Linked DNA regions of Zea mays: region 1 is linked to region 2. Evidence: chromatin contacts called from public Hi-C data. All regions are on one chromosome and are shown on one strand. Each heading gives the region's core, a stretch centred on a gene start, on an enhancer-like site or on the middle of the called end of the contact. The rest is flanking DNA. Distances are from core to core; before and after follow the strand shown. Region 1 holds the start of LOC100277479. Region 2 holds the start of LOC100276284.

Region 1 (7,611 bases), core at 2,024-4,523, 230 kb after region 2:
AAAGGCTATGGCCTTATCCAGAAATGCGGATGAGGAGGTTGCTCTCTTGAGAACCACCAAGATTCCAAGAACCGGATTGTTAGATAGGGGTGGAAAGGATAGAGATGCAGTAGAGTCTATAGTTTTGTTACCTACATCTGCATTGTCCCCAACCAAGCGTTCTTTTCTGGTACGGCAAAAAGACACCATGCTTTGAGAGGATATATACAACGGAGAAGCTCTTCATGCCAGCCGATAGAGCTCTGCAGGTGCAGAGTGCCAGTGTATGTACGTATCTTTCGCGCTTTGTTTCGTCAAAGAGATGAAATTAGCACGAGTTTCCTTTGGCTTCACGAATGTGTTCTAGGCAAAGCTGCGCTGCCGCCGGACCTGATGAAAGGTACGAGGCTGCCTTCTGCAAAGCTGCCTCGTCACTCATCACTTAATCATGAGTTGAAGCGGACCTGCTGAGTGCCGAGTGACGCGATTGGCCGTAAACTTTGGACCTGCACTGTATGTATCGCGACGGTGGCAAATGTGACATCGACGTCTCGCCTAATTCTGTGTAACTCGGCGGCGTGATGCACATGTTCTTGTGTGTGCTGGTGTTTGTTCATGCTCTTCTGTGCTGTGCGTGGTCCGGATCGGATTCGGGGTGTGTAAAGTTCGTTGGTTCGGTAGGAACGGCCAAAGATGGTTAACAGGAAACGTAGCAAGTGTAGTGACCTTGTTTGCAAGAGAAAGAAAATGTTACACTGCTTTTTATTTTATATAGGGTACCTTAAGAGGGAAATATTGTCTGCAATTTTAGACGATGCTTCTATTAGGACGAGAATATAAAGTACTCATAAATAGATTGATGCTTCAATCGACCGTACCCCTCACATATATAGCCGTGGTACATAGTTATTAAGGCGGTAAGACAACATAAGGCCACCGATCCCATTTTATCTTTTAGGAGATAAAGCATAAGATGAGCCGGCACTTTAGTTATATAAGTAAATATAAAAAAAATAATCAAATATTATTTATATATCATTAATTCAAAGTTAATAAACTAGCTATCACTTTTATATGGCCTAGTAGGCCTAATTTAGCCTAGTAGAAGCAGAAAAAAAAGAAAGGAAAGAAGCTCACAATAATCTACGACATTTTGGGACTACATCACTTTTAAAGGGTTTCGTGAATCTCGTGCATAAATGCATAATCTGGATCTTCTCTTTTCCGAGAGGGACTACATCAGAGAGAAAATATTCTACAACATTTTGGGATCGGCAAGACACCTAAGACGTCTAAAAACTGTCAAACCGGAGAGAGATGAAGAATGAGGATAAGGAAAACTAATTTAGACTAAGTTAGTGCTTCTATTAGGGACTCATAAATAGATTGATTTGATTGATTGAGTGATGCTTCAATCGGCCGTACCTATATAGACATGGTGTATGGTTATTAAGACGGTAAGGCGACATAAGACGACCGACCCCCTTTTATCTTTTAGGCGATAAAGGGTAGGACGAGGTAGCACTTTAGCTATATAAGTAAATATAAAAATGATCAAATATTATTTATATGATCAAATATTATTTATATATCATTACTTCAAAGTTAATAAACAAGCTATTACTTTTATATGGCCTAGTAGGCCTAATTTCATACTAGTAGAGCCCAATACAGTTTTAGGTTAAAACACAACAACAAGCTCCTAGCAACTTAGCAGTCGCCTCCCTCTAGCTACATGACTACCTCTCGCCCTACCTCTCCCCACTTCTCTCCTCTCTCCCCATCCACCCGCAGCTCTCCACTCTCTCCCTCCCCCTGCAGCCCTCCTCTCTCACCCTCGGTCCCTCCACCGCCTGAAGATGCGCCGCCTAGAGCCGCGCCACCAGTGGTGAATTGAGCGTCGCCGCTGCGAGGGAGCAGAGCAAGCGCACTGTCGAGGATGTGCCATGCTCGCCCCCCCTCAAAATCCTAACTCCCCAAGGCGTCGCACTGTCGCCCAACAGCGGCTCACCGACGTCCCATCCATGCCCCGCGAACGCCTTACACTCCAGAGCAAGGCGTGTTAGACACCTTAGGTTCCGAGCACGCCTTAGCATCTAAGCGACGCTAAGGTGACACTTCAAGGACGACTTGATAAGCATGGAGTGGTGGCCTAGACCCGTTCCAATGCGCTTCTCAACAGATTTCCGCGTGGTTAGTTGGATAAACATGCGCAGGATAAGGACTCTCGCATGAATTAATGTAATCGCGGACCGTCTGGTTTACAACCGTGGATTGTCGGAGCCACATGAGTGAACCGTCCGACCGCGGCCATGTGCCAAATCTCGCGCTCAACGATTTCGACCAACATGTTATAAAGAAAAAATTAAAATAAATTGGCGATGTAAATTGATGGAGACGATTAGGACATCGATGGTGGAGGGAATGAGAAGATGGTTATATGATATCTTAGCTTTGTAGATGAAGATGAGCTCAAGAAGCTGATGGAGTTTTTGAGCGTGGTGTTTAACCGATGATAACTTGTTAGTTTTAATTGTCTCTAATCTCTACTATATTAAAGCACCAGTTTTCTTCAGCACCTATTGATTTAGCTCCTTCTAACATGTAGAGTTGAGAGTTGACATTGTCGGGTTTCATGCTTTTCCTTCGCAACTCGAAATTTCTACCCGTCGTTACTTTTACAATCAACCCTCATCCCTGACTCGGTCGGATCTATATTTTAACATTTAGTTGATAAAATCTAAAATTATGTATAAATGAAGATTCGAACCATGTTTGTTGGTTCTAAACTCACATTCAAACTCACCTAGCCAACAAAACATATGTCCTTATGTTTTATACTTTATACTCAAATATACATAGAAACCGTCGTCCTTATATTTTATACTTTATACTCAAATATACATAGAAATCGTAACAAGCTACGAGCACTTTGCTAGTTTAAAATAGAGGATTGGTTTGAGAAGGTTTTTTCTGTACGGGGTCCGTTTGTCAAGGCTCTTTTTCAAATGCTTCTTGAACAAGACACGCTTTTTGTGGTTTCGACTCTATTTGAAACAGTCCTTCTCCAGTTCTCCTTCCACACAAATCGTTACTGGACCATAGTTATGCTTGATAAAACTTGGTCTAAAAGTATGCACGCGTAGAGTCTCGAAGAAACTCTTTTTTCAAAAATAAAAATTCTCACATAGCATAGCCATTAGGTTGGGATGGGAAGTTCAAAATGAACCACGATTTCGTGGACATGCCGATCTCGTGGTCACGGTGTGACCGGTTTATTCGCTTGATGCTGTTAGATGGGCCGAGAGCCCGAGATCAAGACTCCCGGAACGGCGACGGGCCAGCATCAGGCTGGGCTTATGTTAGGCTTCACCGTGTGAACCGGCCCAATATCAGAAATCGTTAATGTGCCAACAGCCTCTTGGTATTTCCAGCCTTCCTCCTTCTAGGTTTCCGTCTCGCCGCCGCCGCCAACTTGTCACTCGCTCTCCCTCCTGATCGCTGCCGCCGGTCACTGTTCGCCGCAATGGGCCGCATGTACGGCCCCGGGAAGGGCATGTCCTCGTCGGTGCTGCCCTACGCTCGCGTCGCCCCTGGCTGGGTGTAGAACGCTAGATGGTATCTGTGCTCAGCTATTCATTGAATAGATCTCTCCATTGATCCATCCATTTCTATGTCCATCAAACTAGCCCTAACAGTCCAAGGTTTGCTTAAAACTCTGTTTGTTTTTTTTTATTTTGAGGAATTTAAATATTACTAATAAAATAGACTATTTTTTTAGAATGTGACATTCGAACACTTTCCAAAGTTATCATATAAGCTTATCTTAAATTTATGAGGTGAGATATAGAAATTGATTTTATAGATTTACATGCTATTTTCCGATGTACAACTTATAGTACACTCTTCTACTTGCGCCGCTATAACATAAATGTAGTAGGTAAATATTTCTCTCATATGATTTAGGATAATATATAAATATATTATATATATAAATATTTAAACTTAATTAGTTTTGTCTAAATTATAATTATTAAAATTGAATTCAATTCTAACTAAGCAAACGGGGTCTAAGGAAATTTTTCTTTAAAAATCTTGTCCCAAAATGATTCAAGACTGGTATTTGGTTGATTTAATTTATATCGTGTACATTCTCTGTGAGGGGTACAACTAAGAATATCCAAAATTTATTGTTTTCGGAGTAGTGGTGTGACCATTTCTGTATGGTTGCCTGTTCAACTAATTTTAGATACCAGAACTGTATATAATTTTGTACATAGTGAGCTTTAACGTGAAGTGACCATTTGCATTAGCGTTTTACGAGCTGCTAGAACCTAAGAACTATTGGGTGGGAAGGTTCTCGTGGATGTTTGCTTGTTTTTGGGCTTTTGGCTGGCTTTCATGTTGTAGGCGGTTTTTAAGTTGCAACGTTCATGTTCATTGTTTAGGGCAGCTCTACTTAATTGGGATGTTTGCTTGGTGAAGTATTAGCGGGCATAGGAAAGCTATTATCTCCTTGCTACCAGTCCACTGATGATTCTTGGTGAAATTGCTTTTGAGAATATTGTGACCATAATAATGATTGTTATGGATCTGGAAGCAAACCATCCAATTAGGTATTGTTTGCTTCCGGAGCCGGTTGGGATGAAGTGGCTCTGTTCTAGATATTTTGGTGGAGCCAGATGGTTCAACATTTATGGATAATTTTCCTATTTTAGATACACGAAACCAATCCAAACAACAACAAATTAGAAGTGTAGCGGCTCCGTCCCACAATACTACAGAATCAAACACTACCTTAAGAGTTTGCAGTATTTCGACAACGATGATTATCTCCTTGCTACCAGGTACCCGCTACCCCCAAAGATCCCAAATTGATACACAATCCCTTTAGTCGAACATGTGTAGGGTAGGGTGCATCCAGCCGTAACAGCCAGACATTTCGTGACCAGTTGCTTGCACATATGTTAGTGGTTGCGTATAAGTTTAGTGCGCAGTTATTAGAAAGTATATTAATAATCCCATCCATGAGTGACAATGATTGACCAAATAAAGCATCTGCGCTTTATCATGTGGACGCACCGTTGGCTGCTGCTGGTGGTGCTTTGTAGCGCTGGGAATCGTTGTCCGCATGCGCGGCGCTGGTCAAAATAATGCCCGCATGATTTTTTTTTTGATACAGTTGGATGCTTGATTTGAATTGATCGCGGACATCGCCTGTACTTGCTGTCTGGATTTGATACCACTATTTATAGTCAGTATTATTATTCGCGAAGGGTCTTGGACATGATCCAAAATAGTTGCGGTGTTTGGACTGTTTTGATCACTGCGTCAGTGGTCTCAACTTTGAAGGAGCGAGAAAGAGACTCGTATCTTGGTGAACGATTCATTTCGGTCGGTTGGATAGTTGGTTTGTATGGGGTATCATATATCTCGCTGGATGTGAAGATCAGTTTTTTCTAGGGGAGATGCTGCTCGACATCTCTGTATGTTTTGGACCACTCAACTGCTGTGGCTAACCGTATTAGTCGGGCTTAGTTTATCTTGGATCCTGGCTTGTATGGTTCATCTTATTGGTAGACCATGCTTTTGTACTCGTGTCTGCACATGTTAGCAGAACATGTTTGTACTGCCGAGTCCACAGATCGAGATGCCATCTACTTCTCCCCTTTGCCTCAGACGTGGTATACGACGGAGAACAAATTCACCTTAGACTCTTAGAGCGTACTCGCATGTTCTGGTCAAAGCCGGGCAAGAATTCCTGTTGCCGCAAAGTGCAGGATAAACAAGGACACTTGCCATGTTATTAAATTGAGCACACCACCATTTGTATATGTATAAACCAGAGATCGCCGGACATGTTGCCATGGCGCCGCTCGATCGGACATTATTATTATTATTCTTATTATTGTCGCTGGATCCAACAGCTTCCCGGCCTGCTAATCTACATAAATCGCTTAGACAGTTGGGTGTGTACTGTTTTCAGCATCTCTCACAAAAAAAAGTCTCCGGTTCGACCTCCTGCCTCTGCTGCTCGCATGGCCAGCCTCGTGCACCAGGCGTCCATGCCGGCGATGGCGCCGCCGCCGCCGCCGTGCGACGACGAGTTAGTCCCGCAGGGCTTCAGCTGCTTCGGCCGCTCGCTGTCGCGGGCGTCGTCGTCGAGCCGCCTGGAGTACAGGGCGCTGCAGGGCGAGGAGAAGCGTAACGCCGCGCAGGACGCGCGGTCGGCGCGCGCCAAGCTGCGCTGGAAGGCGGTGGCGCACGAGCTCATGGCCAAGGGCGGCGGCGGCGGCGGCGGCGGCGCGCGGCGGAGGAAGCAGCAGCTGGGGGCCTTCAGCTACGACTCCCGGAGCTACGCGCTCAACTTCGACCAGGGCGCCGACGAGTAGCAGCAGCGTGCTGAGCTCGCTAGCTGCTGCGGGCGGCGGGCCTGCTCCTGCTTGCGGCCGGCTGACCCTACGCGCGGTGCGGATCGGAGCCCGAAACAGCGGGGGTTGCACGTGCGTGCGGTGCGACCCGAAGGAGCAGCCACGAGTGACCGCCCAGCGAGGGAACAATGGCGATCTAATCTACTACCCAAGGAAGAAGCATGGGTTTTACTGTGTAAAGATCTACTGCTCCGTAGTAGAAATCAAGTCCGGTCATTATTGCTCTTTTCTTTTCTTTTCTTTTTTTCATTCAGATGGCACGACCATGTTTGGGCGATTCGTCATGGAATGTTCGCCTCCTCAGAGCAGTTTCATCAAATGTTCAAATGTGAGCCAGGTTGCTTCAAGGACAAAATGAACTTGTTTCTATGAACAACACATAAATATTGAAATATTAATTAATCAGACGGAAATTGAGATTAACTAACGAGGTCTTCAAATATGCCTAGCTGTTACAGCACCTTGGAAAATGAGCATGCAACTTGCGCCTTGAAAAAACTAACCATTCACATAGCCAGTGACATCCTTCTTACCAGTCGAACATGTCAGCTTTGCCTTAATTATTAGTGGTTTTTTTTCTCAGTTTTGCCCTTTTGTTCTATAGCACTGGAGGGGTAAAACTGAGAAAAAAAACACGACTAAAGGTAAAACTGAGCACACAACCAAAATCGAGGGCAGCACCATAAAAAACCCAAAATTTGGCATCGATCTTGATCAATGTTAATTGGGTTTAAATCTAGAATTCTGCTCAGTACAAGCAAATCATCTAAATGGAGAGACTCTTGAGCTTTGGCCACGAGCTTTACGACATCAGCAACAAACCAAACAAAAGGACACTTCGTGAGAGAACACGTCGGTGGCTCGGTGCCAGCATCGACGGAGCCCCACCAGACACCGCAGTACCGCACCGCACTGCCCATGGACGCACACGCACGCCTCCCGGCGCGCCCACCCCGCCCGCGTGCGCGTGCGCGTGCCCCTGTCCGCCTCCCGTTTGCCGCCTCCACCGCAACGCGGCGCGCGGGGTGGTGGTGCCCTCGCGATCCTCGTGTCGATCCCAGCGGCAGGGGTGCCTGTGCCTTTGCTTCTCCTGGCCGTTGCCCGCGCCTCGCGGTCGCGCACCTGAACCGGAGCCCCGCGTCAAATCTAGGGTTGCATCCGCGCCGCCCCCTCCTCCCGAGACTCCCAGCGGCTGGAACCA
Region 2 (6,979 bases), core at 2,218-4,717:
GCTCTGCTCTATGGTCTTGAAGTTGTCCTTGTTTTAGGTAACCTAAGCAAGGAGGAGGATCACCGGGTTTTGTCAGATGCTTCTCATTGTGATGCAGTCATGATAGCTAGGAAAGAGCACATTTATGCGAAGAAGATGTATTCCGCGAAAGCTCGATTTTTGGACATTGGTCAGATTCATCACATCTCCATAGAGTGTGACATGGCAGGGGTGAGGGATCCCTGCCTAGAGATTAGGATCGACAAGAAGAAAGTGTTGCACTTGAAGAGGCTGGCATGGAAATTCAGAGGGAACCAGACTATTTATGTCGATGGACTTCCAGTGGAGGTGCTATGGGATGTGCATGACTGGCTATTTGGTTCCACAAATGGATGCGCTGTATTTTTGTTTCAATCAGGCCAGTCCATGGAAAAAATCTTGTTCAGAACATGCTCACAGAATGAAAAGGAGGCTGAAGCACATCGTCTTGGTTTCACATTGATATTAAAAGCGTGGAAGACTGAGTAAGCACTAGGCTGAAACGTGATGGCAGGTTTCTTCAACCACTCTGCTCTTAATGTTGAATTAGTAAGAGTAGGAATCTAGGATCTAGCAAGTGTAACAAGATCCTTGGCAAGAATTCTGTGCTTGTTACATATGCTGTCCTAGCGGTAGTTGAGATTTTGAATATGCATATGATCTTTGATATATCATCAAAGCTAGTTAGATAGGATGTGGGACTCTGGTGCTCAGGTCATTTGACATAATGTCTCACAATTTATACTTTTTGATGGGAAGTTCAGGATAGAATATTGAAAATGATGTCTACACTTCTGATGTCTTTGCAATTGTTATGCCACGACTCACGTGTTTAAAATTACACTCGGTACATATGGCATTAAATTGAGCAGATCTGCCACCAGCCCACCATATAGCAAATTGCTATCTATTCCATTGTTTTGTTTTCACGGAAGCATAATGGTGACAATCAGTTCATTCATAACTTTGCATTTCGGAGCATTCTGCACTCCCCCCACAACGCCCGCACGCGCAATGTATTGCACATCAAGGGATAGACATCTAATTGAGCTAGATTACTGGGTACAGCTGAGAACTGGAAGTTAGATATCCAAACCCAACATATACTAGTGATAAAAATAGAATAACAATGCTAGAAATGCAGCTTTCCCACATGACTGACAATATTCTGTAAAAGGATTTCATGTTCCTGATAATATTGTGGTAATGCTTGTTTACAAGTTGAGATTCCAATATCAATATAATTTTGATATAGCAGGAGAGTATTTAGATAGGATGGAGGACTCAAGTGCTCATATTTTTGTATTTTTTTATGCTATCAGCTTTAAACCATTTGATCAAATATCCAAGAGTGCCAGAAATGGTACCTGCACTTCTGCAGGCCTTGCAATATTGCATGTTTAAAATGAGGGAGAGTAGAGGTAACTCCTTTTTTTCCCTAGGGATTTTCAACTAATTTCCCTTGGGAAAAATTGAAATCCCCTGAGAAAATGGGATTGCTAAGGGCTAGTTTGGAAACACCATTTTCCCAAGTGATTCCAATTTTCCTAACGCCCCGTTTGGATCATTGGAATTGAATTTCATTCTAATAATAGTAATTTAGGCATATATCAATTAAGCTAATTCGGTGTTATGCAAAATATATTTGTATACTATTATTAGCAAGATATCGGAGATATTTTATGTGCTACATTTTTACTATAGAGGAGTGAGACGAAGAGTGTCATGTAAGTTACAGAGTAGAAACAAATTCTACTAAGGCATAAAATTATTTTCCATCCTCCACCCCATGAATTTAAGATAGGCTTATATCTGAACTTTGGAAAGTGGTGGAATGTCAAATTCCAAAGTAAATAAGTTACTTTATTGAGTGAATTCTAATTCCTCTAAAATAAAGTGATGCAAACGGCCCGTAAGGAAAATTAGTTTGTTTTTCCTTTGAAAAATTGGAATCCTTTGGAAAAACAATGTTCCCAAACTATCCCTAAAGTAGCCCTTAGTTGGAAAAAAAGCTTCAGCAGGTTTTGTACCAAGTTTGCATCGTTATATAACAGATAATAATGGTTATTTTTTTTTATATCATTTCATTTTCCCCAAAAGTGTAATAATGGTAGTACTCAGTTACTAGCACGCGTGGCGTGCTTCTTCACCATGCGTAGTTCCTTATTTATGTTATCATAGAGAAACTGCTGAGTAGTTTATACTAATACCCATACGTTTTTGTATACCAGAAGAGAGCTATTTCACCTTTACACCTTTTGATGAAATGGTGCCTGCACTTGCACTTCAGCGGAGCAGGCCTTGCAATTTCCATGCCTCGCATGTTTAAAACGAGGTACATATATGGGATATGCATGGCGTTTAGTTAGGTGGGGAAAAACTGCCGCACCGCCATATTTTCCATCGAAGGTAATGGTGGCCATCTGCTTTCCTTTTCTATTCCAACCGTTTTCTTTTTTACCAAAGCATTATGGGGGGTGATCGATCGATCGATCACTGATCAATTGTGTAATCCCGTGAGTGCAGCTCCAAACACCTTGCGCATCCCTACCCTACCAATGGGTTTGCGCGTTATTACCAGATAAATTTCTGGAGCTTCAGTATCCAGAAACCAGAATTAAACACACTAGTACGCGGCAAATGCAGTGGGCAAATTTTAATGCTCCATGGGGGTTAGCTCATCTGCGCCTAGTTTGATTCGCGTGCTGATGTCAGACCAAATCACATCAGAATAATGCATAGAATCCAAAATCCTAATGCCCTCGCGCAAGACAAAGACTGACCTGACCCCCCATTTTGTAGAAGCACTAGCAAATAAGCAAAGGATATCCCAGGCGAGGTGAGCAGGGGGGGGGGGGGGGGGGGCACAGATTTGATTGACTCGGCATTCCGACCGTCGGCTCGGCTGGTCGTTATGTCAGCGAAGCGAGGGAAGGAAGGAAAGCGCGCCGCGAACACAGGTCCCGCCGGTTAAGCTTGGCTCCCGACATCGCCTCCTCAGATACTGAAACCATCCCTGGTTCGCATCGCATCTGGATGGACCGCACTGATGTGTTCCTGTTCACCGACGGAGAAGAATTCGCCCGCCGTGCTTTGCTTTGCTTGTGATTGCGATGGCTTTGTTTGCTCGCCGACACTTTTGTGTACGTACGTGGAAAATAAGATGGGTGCTATTTATGCTCCTGAATTTCACACCGCATGTTTCTGCCGACGACAGAAACGGCTGTTACTGAATCTGAGCACGTACGTATAGCTCGATAGCTCATACAATACAATGCAATATATATATACTCATGACGCAAAATAAACTAAAGGCGAAGCAGGCGTCCATCGAGGCATCGATCGGTCGGCGGATGAACAACGTGGCCGTTTACTGTTGTTGATGTGATGACGACGACGACGCGGTAGACCAACCAGAGACCAGGCCTGCCTTTTGGTTTTCTCGAGCGAAAGGCTCCCGCGCGCGCGCGCGCCCGCTTGTTTATTTGTGTTGGGTGTGGGGACGGAGGAGATATGGACGGACAGCGACGCGGCACCGGGAGGGAGGGTGACTATTAAGAGCGGAGGCGCGGTCGTCGGCGGTAGGGAATGAAGGAACAGTGCAAGTAAAGCTGCGGTGCGGACTTGAGATCGAGTGACTTCACCCGGCCGGCGTCCGCGCACCAAGCAAGCTAAACAACAACCACAGCAGGCCGCCGCCCGGCCGGCCATGGCGGCGTGGATGCGGTCGCTCTTCTCGCCGCTCAAGAAGCTCTGGATCCGCATGCATTCCGCGCACAGCAAGAGTACGTGCCCAGCCAGTCCTCCGTCTACCCCGCCGCCTCTGTCGTTCTTGTTCCAGCTAGCGCTCGTTTTCTCTTTGGTGGCTGGTTCATTCCATCCATCCGTGTTCTGACTGCGTGGTGATGAGCAGGAAGGGGCATCTACATCCTGTACGAGGACGTCAAGTCGTGCCCCTGCGAGGACGTGCACATCCTCTGGTCCATCCTCGTCGACTCGTCCCACTCCCGCCCGCCGCCGATGCGCCTAGACCATCACTGACTCGCTCGTCCCTCCGGCCGCCGCGCCCACGCCGTTGAGCAAGGCGACTGATTGGTCCGAGTTCGACCGACACAATGAAACTGTCGGTGTGTGCACATACATAAAGATGACGACCACGACCAGTGCCGGCGGCCGGTATAGTTCACCTTCTTCAGCCGTGATACACGTGTGGTCTTTATTTGATCCACGGACACGGAGATGGTGTGCGTCGTAGGTGATGAGCTCCTCCGTTCATCCTGCGCTGCCGCCTCTTCCGTCCTCCAGAAGAGCAGGTGCAGTGCAGAGCAGGCGTCCCTCTCCCTCACCGACACTGCGGAGCGGTTTTTTCTTCCTTTTCCTTTCTCCTTCTTCGCTTTGTTTTTGGAAAAGGAACGGCACGGTCTGCCGGTCTGGTGTGGTGATCAGGGGTCAATGGGCCGCGTGTGCATCTGTCTAGCTTGTAAATACAAAAGACAAAGAGCCAAAGAAAAATATATATATATATATGATGTGTATATATATACGGATGCGGAGTACTACGCACGCGAAGCACTGGTACTACTAGTACAGCCGCACAGGCATGGGGCGGTGGTGGTTGACCCCCCGCGGGAGCACACGTGTGCGCCGGCCGGCGACAGAGCCGCCCGGGCAGCGCGGGCGGGCGCCAGGCATGGTGACGACGAGGGATCCATCCACACATGTCCATCCCGTCCGGTGGCGGGTGGCTATCGATCGGCCGCGCCGGGCCATGGTCATGCCATCGCATCGTTCGTTTGTCAACGTCGCTTGCTAGGTTAGTTGCCGCCACTTCGCCGTCGCCTGACGGGCGCGCCGTGCCCGTCGCGGGCAGGGAGCCCATCGAGCCGACACCAACAGCGGAACAGGGACAGGGGAAAGCCTCGCCTCGTTTCACGCGTTAGCGTTACGTTCAGGGCAGGCCGTGCCGTCGCCACAAAGCCGGCGCCTTCGATCCGCAGCTTGACAACCCGAACCCGCTGCGTTTCGGTGACGAAGCGGCACAAAAACGGTTGATCCCATCGCGCGTTTTTAGCTACCTCTGGAACGCAAGCAAGGCAAAAGTCCACACTAGCATCTACAATACTCCGATTCAATTCCAAATCTGTTGTTTGGATGTCACTGTATTAGAGTTTAGAATTAGATGGTCTAATTCCACGCAATACAGAGGAGTGATTTTCTGAATTGGGATAAAGAGAATCTAGTTATATTACAAATTCCATGGAATTGGCTCTCGGATTCTAAATATCAATTCCATGTGCGACCAAACGATAGAATTCAGGAAAGCCGATTTCAGTTCTCAATTTTGTGCACCAATATCTATATCCAAATGGAGTACAAGAGTCTTTCCAAATTTCACTCTTAAAATTATCATTTAGAGAGTCATTTGCTAAAGACTACTTTCTATTTCTTTTCTATCTCCAACATCTTTTATATATCTTGTTTGCACTTTAAAGAGTCATTCATATTTTCTATATTTGGCTAGCGAGATATCTAGAATAGAAGATGAATATATTTGGACAGCCATTTAAATAAGCTGTTGGAGGGTGTTTTTTTAATCTCTATTTATATAGATTAGAAAGATCATAGTCTTTTAGGATGTGTTTGGTTGGATGTACAAGGAGAGATGAAAGGGGACGGCCAAAGTTTCTATAGTATTTGGATGAGAATCACGTGAGAGCGAGATAAAACACTGGAGTAATTTTTGGTGGCAGCGTGATCCCAAAAAACCGAAGGAACGGTGTCGTCCCGTCTCATCCTACTTTAACCTCAAATCAAACACATTTAGAGTTGCTCTGACTAACCTTCCACCCACCCCATCAATCTCAAATGATATTGCATGTCTTGTCCCTCTGTTTTGGCCCTATGGTGGCGGTTGGTGTACACTCAACCCACGTGTATTCATGTTCAACGTGTGGACTCTGAAATAGTATAATTTAGATTATATTCGCTTGTGTTCTTTGTATACACATGATTAATCGTACTTTCTAAAGTTAAACGATAGATTTTATTTGATTTAGATAAGGGTATAAACATGTAACAACCAAATCTAAACCTTTCTTGTCTTTAAACTTGTAAATTAAGACAACTGTGACCATTGGCGAGGTGTATTCATAGTTGCTCAGCTTTGAGTAACGCATGGAACTACCCCACCAACTATCACGCAACAACCAATGTAGATAGTCGCGGACGAGAAGGCACACGCAGTAGAGGAAAAAATCGAGGAGGTCATGGTCCAAGAGGTCATGAGCGCAATGGTGGACGTGTCTCAGAAGCGACGGGAAATAGGATAATAACCCCCAATGCCATGTTTGTGGCAAAAGGGAGTCATATTGCAATAGAATGTTGGTACCATTTTGCTGAAAATTATGTTCCATATGACATATATACAGAGGGGACCACCACATCCTATGGTATAGACTTAGGGCTACAGATCACATCTCAGGCAAACTTGATTAACTAACGGTGCGAGACAAGTATAAGGGTCATGATCAAATCCACATTGCTAATAGAAGAGGTATGTACATTAATCACATCGAGCATTTACTTGTTAACACTATAGTCATAGTCTCAAGCTAAATAATATTCTTTATCCATGTGATTGGTTACGTCATGATGGCAACCGGGTCCAACTTGGCCAGTACCTGAGGAGTTAGTAGGATGGCAATGGATGTGATTTATCCGCGTACCCGCGGATAAAAAAAACCCATTGGCATGGTTTTAGATACGAGCCTGTACCCGTGGATACGGATACGGGTAGCATTTGATATCCGTGGATATTTTTAAAACGGATACGAAAAATCAGTATCCATACTCGAATACCCGAATATCCGTTAAAGTAACCTGACATATGGGATCACTGGAGTTTGGAACCACAGCTAGCCGGCCCAGCCCAAGTCCCGTACTCCCGTCGCCACAAGCCCAC

Evidence for each region. Hi-C and Micro-C count contacts between places; a contact is called where the count stands out from the background.
Region 1: a contact with region 2 is called in a Hi-C map of tassel, with 4 times the contacts expected there. The contact joins the promoter of LOC100277479 here to the promoter of LOC100276284 in region 2. A contact is called at or near these places in 12 of 25 Hi-C or Micro-C datasets (bundle sheath, ear, endosperm and 3 more) and 1 of 3 datasets of contacts at active chromatin or transcription factors (leaf).

The regions. Positions count from the first base shown.
Region 1 is chr7:168,854,289-168,861,899 of Zm-B73-REFERENCE-NAM-5.0, forward strand. It overlaps LOC100277479, which reads left to right and starts at 3,274. Exons shown (of 2, transcript NM_001349004.1): 1 at 3,274-3,683; 2 at 5,966-6,761. The coding sequence starts at 6,018. The coding sequence ends at 6,371. It overlaps LOC100857009, which reads left to right and starts at 7,286. Exons shown (of 7, transcript NM_001351975.1): 1 at 7,286-7,611. The coding sequence starts at 7,329.
Region 2 is chr7:168,620,427-168,627,405 of Zm-B73-REFERENCE-NAM-5.0, forward strand. It overlaps LOC100276284, which reads left to right and starts at 3,468. Exons shown (of 2, transcript XM_020541029.3): 1 at 3,468-3,803; 2 at 3,932-4,555. The coding sequence starts at 3,728. The coding sequence ends at 4,059. It overlaps LOC100275698, which reads left to right. Exons shown (of 2, transcript NM_001149724.2): 2 at 1-888. The coding sequence ends at 507.